Linked DNA regions of Columba livia: region 1 is linked to region 2. Evidence: chromatin contacts called from public Hi-C data. All regions are on one chromosome and are shown on one strand. Each heading gives the region's core, a stretch centred on a gene start, on an enhancer-like site or on the middle of the called end of the contact. The rest is flanking DNA. Distances are from core to core; before and after follow the strand shown.

What was found. A called contact is a pair of places that touch in the nucleus more often than the background predicts.
Region 1: a contact with region 2 is called in a Hi-C map of crop, with 3 times the contacts expected there. The contact joins the promoter of SUDS3 here to the promoter of TMEM233 in region 2. A contact is called at or near these places in 2 of 2 Hi-C or Micro-C datasets (crop and liver).

The regions. Positions count from the first base shown.
Region 1 is chr17:10,803,176-10,808,871 of bColLiv1.pat.W.v2, reverse strand. It overlaps SUDS3 (SDS3 homolog, SIN3A corepressor complex component), which reads left to right and starts at 4,414. Exons shown (of 12, transcript XM_021284455.2): 1 at 4,414-4,960. The coding sequence starts at 4,795. It overlaps TAOK3 (TAO kinase 3), which reads right to left and starts at 1,270. Exons shown (of 21, transcript XM_065033816.1): 1 at 1,099-1,270; 2 at 250-312. LOC110357220 (a long non-coding RNA gene) reads left to right here and starts at 1,370. Exons shown (of 2, transcript XR_002410753.2): 1 at 1,370-1,942; 2 at 2,177-2,355.
Region 2 is chr17:10,616,586-10,622,460 of bColLiv1.pat.W.v2, reverse strand. It overlaps TMEM233 (transmembrane protein 233), which reads left to right and starts at 2,110. Exons shown (of 7, transcript XM_065033804.1): 1 at 2,110-3,651; 2 at 3,762-3,836; 3 at 4,726-4,787. CCDC60 (coiled-coil domain containing 60) reads left to right here. Exons shown (of 13, transcript XM_065033780.1): 13 at 1,580-1,884. The coding sequence ends at 1,778.

The DNA of each region.
Region 1 (5,696 bases), core at 3,165-5,664, 180 kb before region 2:
CAGCAATTCCAGCACTGAGCCGCTCAGTTCTGCCCAGGCTGCATAAATGATCAGGGAAAACCTGGATGCTACCAGGGCAACTCAGGGGCTACTGAATTCTAGAGGTATCACAGTTATAGAATTAATTCAAAAAACAACACACAACACACACACAAAAACCACCACACAACCACACCACAAACCAACACAAAAAAAAACCAAACATGAAGAGATGCATATAAAACGAAATTCTAAGGGCTTAGTACTTGCCTACTGTCCTCCTTTTTTCTCCTTCCCACGCAAATATCAGCACTGCTAGATGACATTCAGCACCTACAGTAAATCATTTCTTGATGTCATTAAAAGGACAGATACATCTGCTCAAACCAGACCTACGCAATTACTTCCAATTCACTTTAAAGAAAGCTGACAGCAACCAAGCTCCCCTTTTCCCTCGAATTTCACTAGGCCAACACTAATGCTTTCAAATGACTCGCTCACAAACCAGTCTGAGGGGTGATCTTTATGGACAAACGCCATTTATCCAGCTGGGACGGTGTCCCTCGCCTGCAGGTGAAGGAAACGCGGTCGCTTCCCCTCCTCTCCTCACACCGCCAACCCGCCGAGGCTTCTCCCCTCTGGAAGCCGCCGGGGCTGCAGTCCTGGCGCTCCAACTTCCCTCAGCGAACTCGGCACAGCCCCCACACACGGGAGCTGCATCCCGGGGAGCTCAGAAAAAACCACCATGAGCTGCTGGGGAGCTGCTCGTGTCTCTCCTCTACCCCCCACCTCCCACACCCCCAGCCCCAGAGCCGCCGCAGGACGGGGGGAGCGGCCGGGGGGCTCGCACACCCCCGGGACCCCCGTACCCACAGCCCCAAGGCAGCTCCGGGCGGGCCCCGCCGCGGACTCAGCCCTGGGGAAGCTTCACCATGAGGGCCCCCCATTCGCCCGGCACCGAGCACCCCGCGCCGCCGGGGCAGCCAGAAAGTGCTCTTTTTAGCCCCAAACGCGTTGCCGACCCTGGCGGGACGCGCCTGTCAGGGGCGAAGCCGCCGCGCGCGCCCCCTCAGCCGCCTCCCCGCGCGTCCCCTCAGCGCCGCGGCTCCCGCCGCTCACCTGGTGCCGGCCGGCGGCAGCGGGACACGTCCGCGGCGCCCGGGAGGGAGAGAGGGAGGGAGAGTGTCCGCCGGGCCGTCCCCGTCCCCGCCGCTTCCTGCCACGGCCCCGCCGCCGCCCGAGGTGCGGCTGCCCCCGCCAGGCGCGGCCAATCGCGCGGCCGCTCGGCGATCGGCTCCACGGCCTGTCCGCCGCGGGGCGGGAGGGAGGGGAAGGAGGAAGGGAACAAGCATCGGCGCTCGGCTACCCAGGCAGAGGGAGATCGCCTCATCGATCGCGCTCCCCTGAAGCATCGGCGCTCGATTGGGCCGCCTGCGCGGCGGCGCCGCCGGGAGCGGAGGTTCCGGGGCGGTGGTGCCGGTACCGGGGGCGGGATCGCCCCCGAACCCCGTGTGGGGCCCTCAGCGCCGGGGGTGGGCCCAGAGCGGGCTCGGGGGTGTGAGGAAGGGATGTCTGGGCCCAGAGCGGGCTCGGGGGTGTGAGGAAGGGATGTCGGGGCCCAGAGCGGGCTCGGGGGTGCGAGGAAGGGATGTCGGGGCCCAGAGCGGGCTCGGGGGTGCGAGGAAGGGATGTCGGGGCCCAGAGCGGGCTCGGGGGTGTGAGGGCCGGGTCGGCGTCTGGTCAAAAGGCAGTTCTGAATCTTCAAATACCCGCTGTCAGCACTGGGGGAGCCTTGACAGCGGCTGTGTGGCCTGTGCCAGGAGTTAGAGATTCCTAGTAACAGAAAGAAATAAAATTCCAAGTTAACAGGGGTGTGCCTGAACGAGGAGAGGCCTCGAAGGAGAAAAAGGAGTTTTAGCGGTGGTTGGGAGGTCTGGATTAAGAAGAGCTCAGAGCAGAAAGGGTAAGGTGATATAATGCTGTTCTTGTAATGCTTTGTGGTTCCCTACAGCCCCTGAATTTAGAGACAAATACTCCTTCCTTTGTAATTGTAGAGCCCCACAGTGGCTTATCCTTTGAGAGTTTTTGAGTATTGTTTTGCCAAACAGAGCTGAAGGAGCAGAGATTTATCTTCTGCCTCCTGCAGCCTCGTTCTGCTAATTTCTGACAGTTGTTTTCCTCCTGGACTTTCTTCTAGGACCATCAGCATGTGGCCCTTTGAAACTAAAGGTACAGAGGCTCGAAAGTAATGTGTTCCAGGCTCAGGGTGTTGGTGTTTGTTCTGTTCTTCAAAGGCCGTGGTTCTGTATTACAGGTTTTCTTGCTGCAGTCATCTTATTCATGCAATAAATGAACCACCATGATCTCTGTTTATAAGTTGGGCTTTGTAACCTTCTTGTCTCTGTTTCTTACAATTGAAAAGAAAAACACAGTGAGTGCGATTTCCGTGTCAGCTACTCTGTGAAAAGCCGATGAAGCAAGAGGCAGAAATCTTTCTTCAAACAGAGCAAATGTATATAAAACAATAACTGAGTCGTGGTGAGAAAAACACCTTTGATGAAAACATGAGCCAAGAAAAATAGCTTGAGAGAGACATTTAAACTTTCCATGATAGCTCTTTGGGGCAGAGACAGTTAAGTTTCTGCATTTGTCAGGGAAACATGGCATTCCTGGAAGCTGAACCTCCTCCCTTGGGTTCCCACTGAATGCCTGAGAGATGACAGCAGAGGGTGTCTCCAGGAGGCTAATATTAAACATGAGGAATTAGTGTGAAGGGAGCAACGGCGAGATTCCAGTTTTGACCACAGAACGAGCTAAAAAACTTCGCATCAGCAGCTGTGCACAGTTTCTTACTCATTTGCTGCTTGCAGCTCCTGCTGTTCAAAGGGTTCCTGTGTGCCCTAGTGTTAGTAAACGCACCTGCCTTCTCTGTGATGTGTGAGACCGGCTGCTCCTGGGTGTAAATCTGCTTAGGATGAGCAGAAAGTGCTAAGGCAGCGTAACATGGGATAAATTAACCTTGGGAGGGCAGCTGCGGTGCAGACATGCTTGCAACTGTTTTGCTGCCCGCAGCAGGACAAACCGAGCGTGCAGGGGAGCTGGGTGAATGGACAGATAGAAGAGGTGCAGATAGGAAATGGGGAAGAAAAGAGGAAAATGGTGTTTATAAAGCTTTAAGAGGGCTCCGGTTAGTTCTGGGAAAGGGCTTTGGGCAGTCCCAGCTCTATTTTTAACTGTATGACTTCGGGAAAGTTATCTGAACAATTTAAGCCAGGCGTGAGTCTGTAGGGAAAGGACAAACCTGAGGGCGCTGGGTGCAGCGTGGGCACCCGGGCGGCTCACGCGATGTGGCAGCTGCCACCACACCCTTTCCTGTTTGCCCTGTGGCCACTGGCAGCCCTGCCAGCTACCGCTGCCCGAGCGGGGAGGAAGGGAAAGGTTTGCCTTCCAAAATGCTGATAACCCCTTGCACCTGGCTTTACTCAGCAATGGGGGAGTGACAAATAGCTCTGCCATTCTGTCTCCCATGTGCACAGCCAAATGCCCTCAAATGGATATGGAGCTCTGGGAACTGCTCTTGCTAGTGTTTAGTGTTGATTTTTAGCTGTGTCTCAGCCTCGTCTCCTGTAAAGGGTAATATTTACTTACGTGAAAAGGTATCAGGTGTACTTCGTGTGGGTGTTCCCGGTTAAAAATTGTCAGTCAGGGCAAACAGATCTTTGGGGTGAGCTACAGGAAGGCAAAGTGCGCACACTGCATTATTGCAGTTCTTTTCAGCACAAAGAGTGTGACCTGGTGCTGCTCTCGACTGCTGAACGCCCGGTTCAGTGAGTTTGAAAAAGCGCTGCCGGGGGTTTGAGTAGATAAAACCTATTTTATTTCCTTTCCCTTGATGAGATGTTTATAGTATCCCACTGAGTCACTAAGTTGTACGTTTGAGGAACACACCTCACAAGGGTTAAGGTAGGCATTTAGTGCGGCTCTGCTGGAAGCAATGAGACTAATCCTTCACAGGTGACTTAGAGTTGCAGAAAAGGGCTACATGAGATATTTAGCCTGAAATATTGATGGGAGGCATTTTTATATGGAGTGGGATCTTGTATTTAGCGGTTCCTGCATGTGAATCTTGCTCCAGGATCTAGATCTTGGTCCTTAATTTTGTAGCAGTGGCTAATCAAGAGGACGACCTATGTCTGGCAGACATGAGGTATCCATAATGGCTTTAGGCGCCTTTTCCACGGAAACTGGTGTTCACTGGCGTGAAGCAGCTGTTCCACCTGGGTAAAGGCAAGATCACAGTACCATGCCTTGCTGGGAGTATGGAATACAGAATGGTTGGGGTGGTTGGGACCTCTGGAGATCATCTAGTCCAACCCACCTGCTAATTTCTAAAAACAAAATAAATCTATTTCCAGCACGTGAGGTCCTGCTCTCTCTGGCAAGCAGCAGCACTGTGACATGCCCGTGTCCTGCAGCACAGGCATTTCACGGCATATGGGCTCATCCTGGTGGCAAAAAGGAAGACTACAGGTCTCCGGAGATGCAGACAAAGCCCTCTTTCTCTCCGTGAAAAGTAAAGCCTGGCAGACACAACCTCCGTCTAAGTTGCTGGAGGAGCCGGGACTCGAACTCTTAACCCGCCGCCAGTGACCGCCCCCCAAGGACCCCCTTTAGGTGCCCTCCGCGTTCGCCGGGCGGTGGCGCTCCGGTAGTGGGCGGGCGGACGGCCGGCAGGAAGCGGAAGTGGCGGCGCGGGTCCTGGCGCCGTTACCGGGCGGAGGCGCGGGCCCGGGGCGGCAGCTCCGTCCTGTCGCTATGAGCGCGGCCGGGCTGGTGTCCGCCACGCCGCCCGCCCCCGCGCCGCCTGGGGCGCCCGCCCCCGCCATGCCCCCCGGGCCCGAGTACTACGAGGAGGAGGAGCTGGAGAGTGCCGAGGAGGAGGACGGCGACAGGAGCGCTCGGGCCCGCGACTCCGATGAGGGTCGGTAACGCGGCGGACGGGACCGGGACGGGCTTTGGTGCTCCGGGAGAGCGGGGACTGGCGCAGGGGGGAGAAGCGGAGGCATCTGGGGCCCATGGGGGGTGGTGGGAAGCTCTCAGCGAGGTGGGGGTGAGGAGGGGGAGGAACGCGTTTGGGGAAGAAAGGCCTGAGTGGGGTTTGGTGGAGAAAGGGTCTGGGACAGCGAGGAAATGGGAGGAAAAGGAGGCCTGTTAGCTGGCTGCGGTTCCCTGTGTGACAGGAGAAAAGCGAAGCGGTGGAGAGGTGGGCTTGAAGTGGTTTTGCAGGTGAAGAAGAGGCGGGAAGAGCCTCGGGAGCTGGGATGGAGCGTATGAGACAACGGGGTGAAAACGGTGGAGAAATGCGGTGTATGAAGCTTGGTTATATCTCTGTGGGGTAAAGGGACAAGAGGGAAGAGGGTATTTAATGTAGAAGTAAGTGTGGAAAGAAGTAAGGGGTGCAAGACAGCGTTGAGGACAGAGGGGTTTTGTAGAGGGACTGGGAAAGCAGTGGAGAAGAGAAAATGGAAGTAAAACCTAAAGTATTCTGGGCTGTGTGATGCATAAAATAACAAATAAGGCAGGTGAAGAATGACCCTTCAACAGTTGTTGTTGCTCTGTCAGCCAGAGTCCTTCATAGATTTTGAAATAGCTCAGTGCGATGTGGAGCTGGGAAGCCAAGTTCAGATCCCGCTGACAAACTTTGTTTCCTGCAGTGA
Region 2 (5,875 bases), core at 861-3,360:
CCACTGTGTACATAAAATCTTAAAGAAACTAGAAAAATATGGCAAGAATCCTGACTTGAAAATTGAACCAGATGCCTTTCTTAAGGCTCTGGCTGATCTCCAGGTGTGGGAGCTGTGTTCTCCAGAAATTGCTGCAGCTGTGGAGGTGAGATGAACCCAGTCCGTGATTCTCTGTGTGATGAGGCTGGGGAGAGCTGGTGTCTATGGGTAAAATTCATGCAGTGGAAAGTTGCAAGATTAAATCATTTAGGATTTCACTAAATGAAGATGTATTCACCTTTTACAAGGCACTTTGAACTCCGCAGAAGAAAGATGTTATGACATGCATTGGATTAATAACCAATATCATTTTATTATTATGTCATTTGATTTATTTACTGCCACAGTGAAAGTGGCATCTATCATAAACTGTTAGGATACTTGCAGAGAAAAGGCCTGTCATTCCCAGTTAGTTATATCCATGAGCAATTCAAGTAATGTATTATATCACGGATTCAGGCACTCTGCAGATATCTTTGTTTCCTTCAGCAACACTAAAAAAAACTACTAAAATCTGCTTGTCCAGATCTTAAGTTGGGCTCAACTCTTGTAGCTCTAGAAGCAATTGGCAGAAGAGGAAGGACACAAGAAAGAGAATACACTTAGAATGTGTACTGATGTGTAGTCTAACCAGGTAGCTTACTTTAAAAAAAATGGCAATGATGCCACCTTGTGTTTTTTGGTCTCATCGCAGTTGTTTACCCTAATGTTCAAGACTAACAGAAATTTTTGAAAGGTAGCAGGTTACTGTGCATCTCGCATATATCAAGTGTTATCATGATTTACAAAGGCTAAATTTTAGCACCCAACATGTCAAGATCAGACTGCCTGTATTTTCTTGATATCTTTTTAAAAGAGCCATTTTCTCTTGTGCCCTAATTTGCATAGCCACTAACCAGAGAGACAGCTGTGCCTTAACATTCAATGAATGTCTCTGTGGTTTGCTGTTCTTTTTAGATTGATTTCTTTGCTGCTTCTATTATGTTCCCTTTGCACTTTGATCCCTCATATTAGTGCAATAGTAATAGAGAAAAGCGTGAGCATAGCCAAATCTACTCTCTACTTACTTATACATCTTTCAAAAACAGCCTTAGAGGAAGGAGGATCTTGGTGCTCCTTCTGACTGGAATAGATAAAGGAAACTGTTGCATTTTAGGAAAAAGAAGATCATCACTGAATACTGGCTAATACTGGTAGAGATTCCAGATGAAGTTCTTATTTAACTTCAAGTTGCTTTAATATATGTACTGCAATGGTAGGTAGAAGACAGCTGCAAGTTTAAAACACAGAGACTTGAGCTGGAAGGATTCGGGATATAAACTGCAATGAAGATTGTAGAGTTTTGTCTTTAAGTCCTGTTAGAGCATATCCAGATGTTCTGAAAGTTGTATTAAAAATGTTTTGGTGATATAAAGCACTATACTAACTGTTTGCAGAAGCCATTACATTTGTTCTGTTGTCACAGTGGTCATATTTTCCCACGTTATCCCTCTCTCTCACATTAAACAAAAGCTCAGGAAAGAACTCTTTTCTGTTTCAGTTTGTACGTGAAAGTATTGTGCAGATGCCAGAAGAGGATTTCAGTCTGTGGTTTCAGACAAGAGCAGCCTGTCTCAGTGCACAGTCTTCTACCATTTAATCAAATGGTCACGAGATGGTTTTCCAGCTACGATGGTCCTCAAACAGAAAACTACTGGCTGTTGAGATTTGTCTCAATAAAGACTGGGGAAGGGGAGTGAACTTGAGGAAGTCCCACTAACCACTCTTGCACAACTGAAATTCGTCCCTCTACAGTGCTCCACTGGCTGTAGTTGGCCATAGAAAATAAAAGCTAAATACTGTTGTTCCTTCCTGTAAGATGTCTTGCAAAACAAGCATCTACTCAGTATGGATATACTGTTTTCCTCATCTAAATAGCATTGTCTCTGCTCTTAACTTAAGCTTTCCCTTATAAAAAATATCCCAAGCACAGGGTAGTTGTAAGTTTTAAGACACATTATTTTGCATTGGGTTTATTCTGTAGGTAGGCTGTGATTATGGATTAATTCTTGCCCTATTAAAATCAGCAGTGAAAAATCAAACATCCTTAGATGCATTTCCCAGGTTTTCACCTGAAGATATGGGTTTTTCCCCCCGTTACCTTAGCTTGTGTTTGCCATTACTCTGCTGGGTAAGATGGTAGAATGACGCCCCTGAACTCAGTGATAAATACATGACCTTTGTGAACCTGTTTGGGCTTAACCATGTATTAATATGTCATGGTGGGTCACAATTGCTGGGTGATGGAATCAGTGACCCACTGACCTTCGAAGCTGATGATCTTAATGAGCTGCTTACCTGCCTGTCAAAGCTTCCAGAGGACCCATTGCAGAGAAATGCTGCTGATCCTTCAGACACAATAAAGCCAGTTTAGGGTCCAGGTCAGTACAGCGACCAGTAACCTGTTATTGATTAATGGCTTTATTTTGTCCCCTTCCTCGTTATCAAGAGATAGATGTTTTTTGAAGAAAAGAACCAGTAACACAGATTTCTTTTAGTTTTACAGCCATCAGAAAAAGGTAAGCTCTTAAAGTTCTGTTGTCCTCCCACTTTTCTCATTATGTGTGTGCTGGTGATAAGCTAGCATTTGTACAGGTAGTGCAGCCATATTTTTCCCTGTTTGTGCCTTTTTTTTCCCCCTCCATCTCAAAATCAGTGGCAAACTTCCATCCAAAACTCTGCAGGATTGATGTAGTGGCCAGTGAAATCAGTGGTATTGCTTCTGCCAGATGAGCAGGATGAGGTCTCATTCTGACCTGTGAGACTTTAACTTCACTGTCTTCTATTTAACTTCCTTACAGCCCTCCATGTGTTTTGAGAAACCCCAATTCTGCCTTTCTTTTGAGATGATTTCACCATGATCTGAGTCAAGTTTCATTGTTGGTGCTGTTGTGTTACCCTGTGGTAACAGCTGAAACTACATGCAAACAAAAAATCTTAATTTAGCAGCTTGGGAGCTCCTGGTTGAATTGTAGTTACAAAAGGTGAAACCTTCATCTTGGTCCTTCCTCACTACATCGAACTGCAGATATAAGGTTGTGAGTTTTCCTTACATATAAGAAATGGAAACAAAGGGGTTTGTCCTCAGCTGGAGTACAGACGTCGTGCTGCCAAAATCAGAACTTCATACCAATCAAGCCTGTGACCTAATGCGTTTGCCTGCATGTAAGATGAGATGATTGTGCCAAATGTAATTAGCTAATGTCTGAGCAGCTCTTTGAGCTCCCAAAGCAGGATGCCAGTGCTGAATGTCAGGAGTCTCTAATGTTTTTGTGGGATTATGAAATATCTTATGTATGATTTTGTCTGACAATGGCTCTTCTCCTATTGCCACTAGGTTACAAAAGGGACTCCTCCTCTAGAAAGCAGATAATTTTTTTCTCCTCCTCCAGCACCAGCCTAATGAAAAAAAATTGTGTTTCTTTTACTCTAAGGTGGAGAAGAGCTGCTCTGGAGCAAAGTAGCAGCTTCTGTTTTCCTGCTTCATGACAAACTTAATTTCCTCAGGCAAGATCCTCAACCCTACTCAAGTATTTGCCAATATAAAGAACTGAAACAATACAGAGGATACAGGTCCGTAGCCAGCTTAAAACAAAAAAATACATAGGCTCTTTTAAATTTTGGGTTTCTTTTTTTTTTATTTTGGGTTCTGTTTGTTTGTTTGTTTGTTTTCCCCCATGCAGATATCTTGAATTCTCCCAAATATTCTCCCTGAACATCTCAATCTTCAAGTCGCCACTTCAGTAGGCCCTTGCAAGGTAGGTTCAAAGTCACCCATTTAAAACATTGGAGATGGATGCACAAAGAGTCTAAACAATTTGCTCAAGGTCAACAGCACGTGTGGTAAAGGTTCTGGTCCTTTATAGTTTCAGCTAGTGGGCCAGTCATTCACAAATTCTGTTAGCCAAAACACACCGTGCAAGCTTGGGTTGGTCACTTCATGCACTGAAGGGATGTATGGGGAACTCAGACTACGAATTCACAGCCAGAATCTTGATCTGTTTCTTGCTGCCTCATGTGTTCCCAATGTCATCCAAACCCCACCCTCCTCAGATCACACCTGTGTGAAACTGAAATAAGAACATTTTCCTGGGTCTCACTAGTAACAGGGCAGAAAATTATTGTTGCACGAGAATTGCTTGGATATTGGGCTGACAAGCATTACAGGAAAACTCATCAACTAAAGTAATAAGTAAAGCCTGTTTCACCATTCACCCTTCCCTTCTGCCTCACAACAGTTCTGAAATTGTCATCTCAAAGCTCTTTTCACAGCAAAGATTTCGTCATGGCAGAAAAGAAGCCAACCATCCTATTATACTAACAACAATACTCCAACTGTGATTTATGTTGAACATAAAAAGCAGCATGTTATAAATAGGGATTATAAAACAAACATCTCTGTCTGTCTTGGAGATAGGCTTTTTTATTGTAAGTAAATGTCACAATCATTGTAGGGCTATTCAAAAATCAGGGTACATTTTTCTAATTGGAATTTCAGCTTCATGTATCACCACTTTCTTCTGCTGTCTTGTATATTAATGGCACCATGCCAGCATGTTAAAGAGATGCATCTATATTTGGCCTCACATTAATAACAGCAATTCTATTTGCCAAGTTTTAATAAATTTCGCTGTTGTATCATTGCAGAAGATATAAGCTCAGGCTAACAAACCCCATGATATTTGGGCCCAGCTCCAGATCCTGTTAAGGTTAGTGGAAAAGTTCTTATTGACCCTGTTTACTGTCGATTACTGTAAAATCAGAATAGGTGCTTACAACAAGTGCAAAGGCTCATATTGTAACCAGCAGTTCGATCTTTTATTCAAGCCACTGTTTGTAGCTGTACTTTTTGTTATGCAGCAAGCCTACACGAAGCAAAATAAAAATATGCTTCCCAGTAGGAAAGGTGACCAAGCACCAAAAGAAAGTAATCAAAGAGAAAAAAAGATGTGACAGAATGAATTGCAGCTGGGAACAGTTCTCAGATACCCCAATCTTAATTTCCTATCTCTGGTGAGATTTCTTCTCATGTGCCTAAGAGCTTCCAAAAAAGGACCAGGGCTGGACTTGTACCAAGGGTATGAGGACATTGGTCTGGACAAATCCTTCAGTTGCTCAGTGGCAGAGAGGTTCCTGTATAGACCCATTCTTCTCGTGAAGTCCCCATCCTATTCCTCTGGCTACAGACTTCTAAAGACTTTATTTCCTCTTTCTGGATGTTGAAAGGTTCAGAGGCATTTTATTGGGAAGTATGTCTGAGTAATGATTTAATGACTTAGTACTATTAAGGGCTCGTTTATGTAAAATAATATCAGAGCTGTTTTGAATCATTAGAGTAGAAATAATGACATTAAATATATTTGTAGATAGGACTGTTTTTCTTCCACTGCCTAGAGTGCAATGAGTGGAAATAAAGCTTAATCTTTCCCATTTTGGCTGGAATTGAATCACACCTTTGACAGTGATAGCAGGTTCTGTATCAGGGAAGGTCACCTGAGCCAGTCCAACAGGATCATCTCCTAGAGAAGCTGGATGAGCAGTTTTTAGAAGCAGACATCCTACCCTCTCCATTTCTGATATAACCCACACAAGGGTTGGCATGGCTTGTTCCATCCCACTCCTCAGTTCTTCTCTGTATGAAACGTGTTTTCCTCTTATTTTTAAATTTGCAGCCCTGTATTTGGGCATTTGCTTTAACTTAGCAAACCCTTGGCTTCCTTGATTTAACTGACTGAAAGAAATCAATATCTAACCTCTTCCTGAAAAGATCATAAACAACCGATTGCGAGAAGCTGAG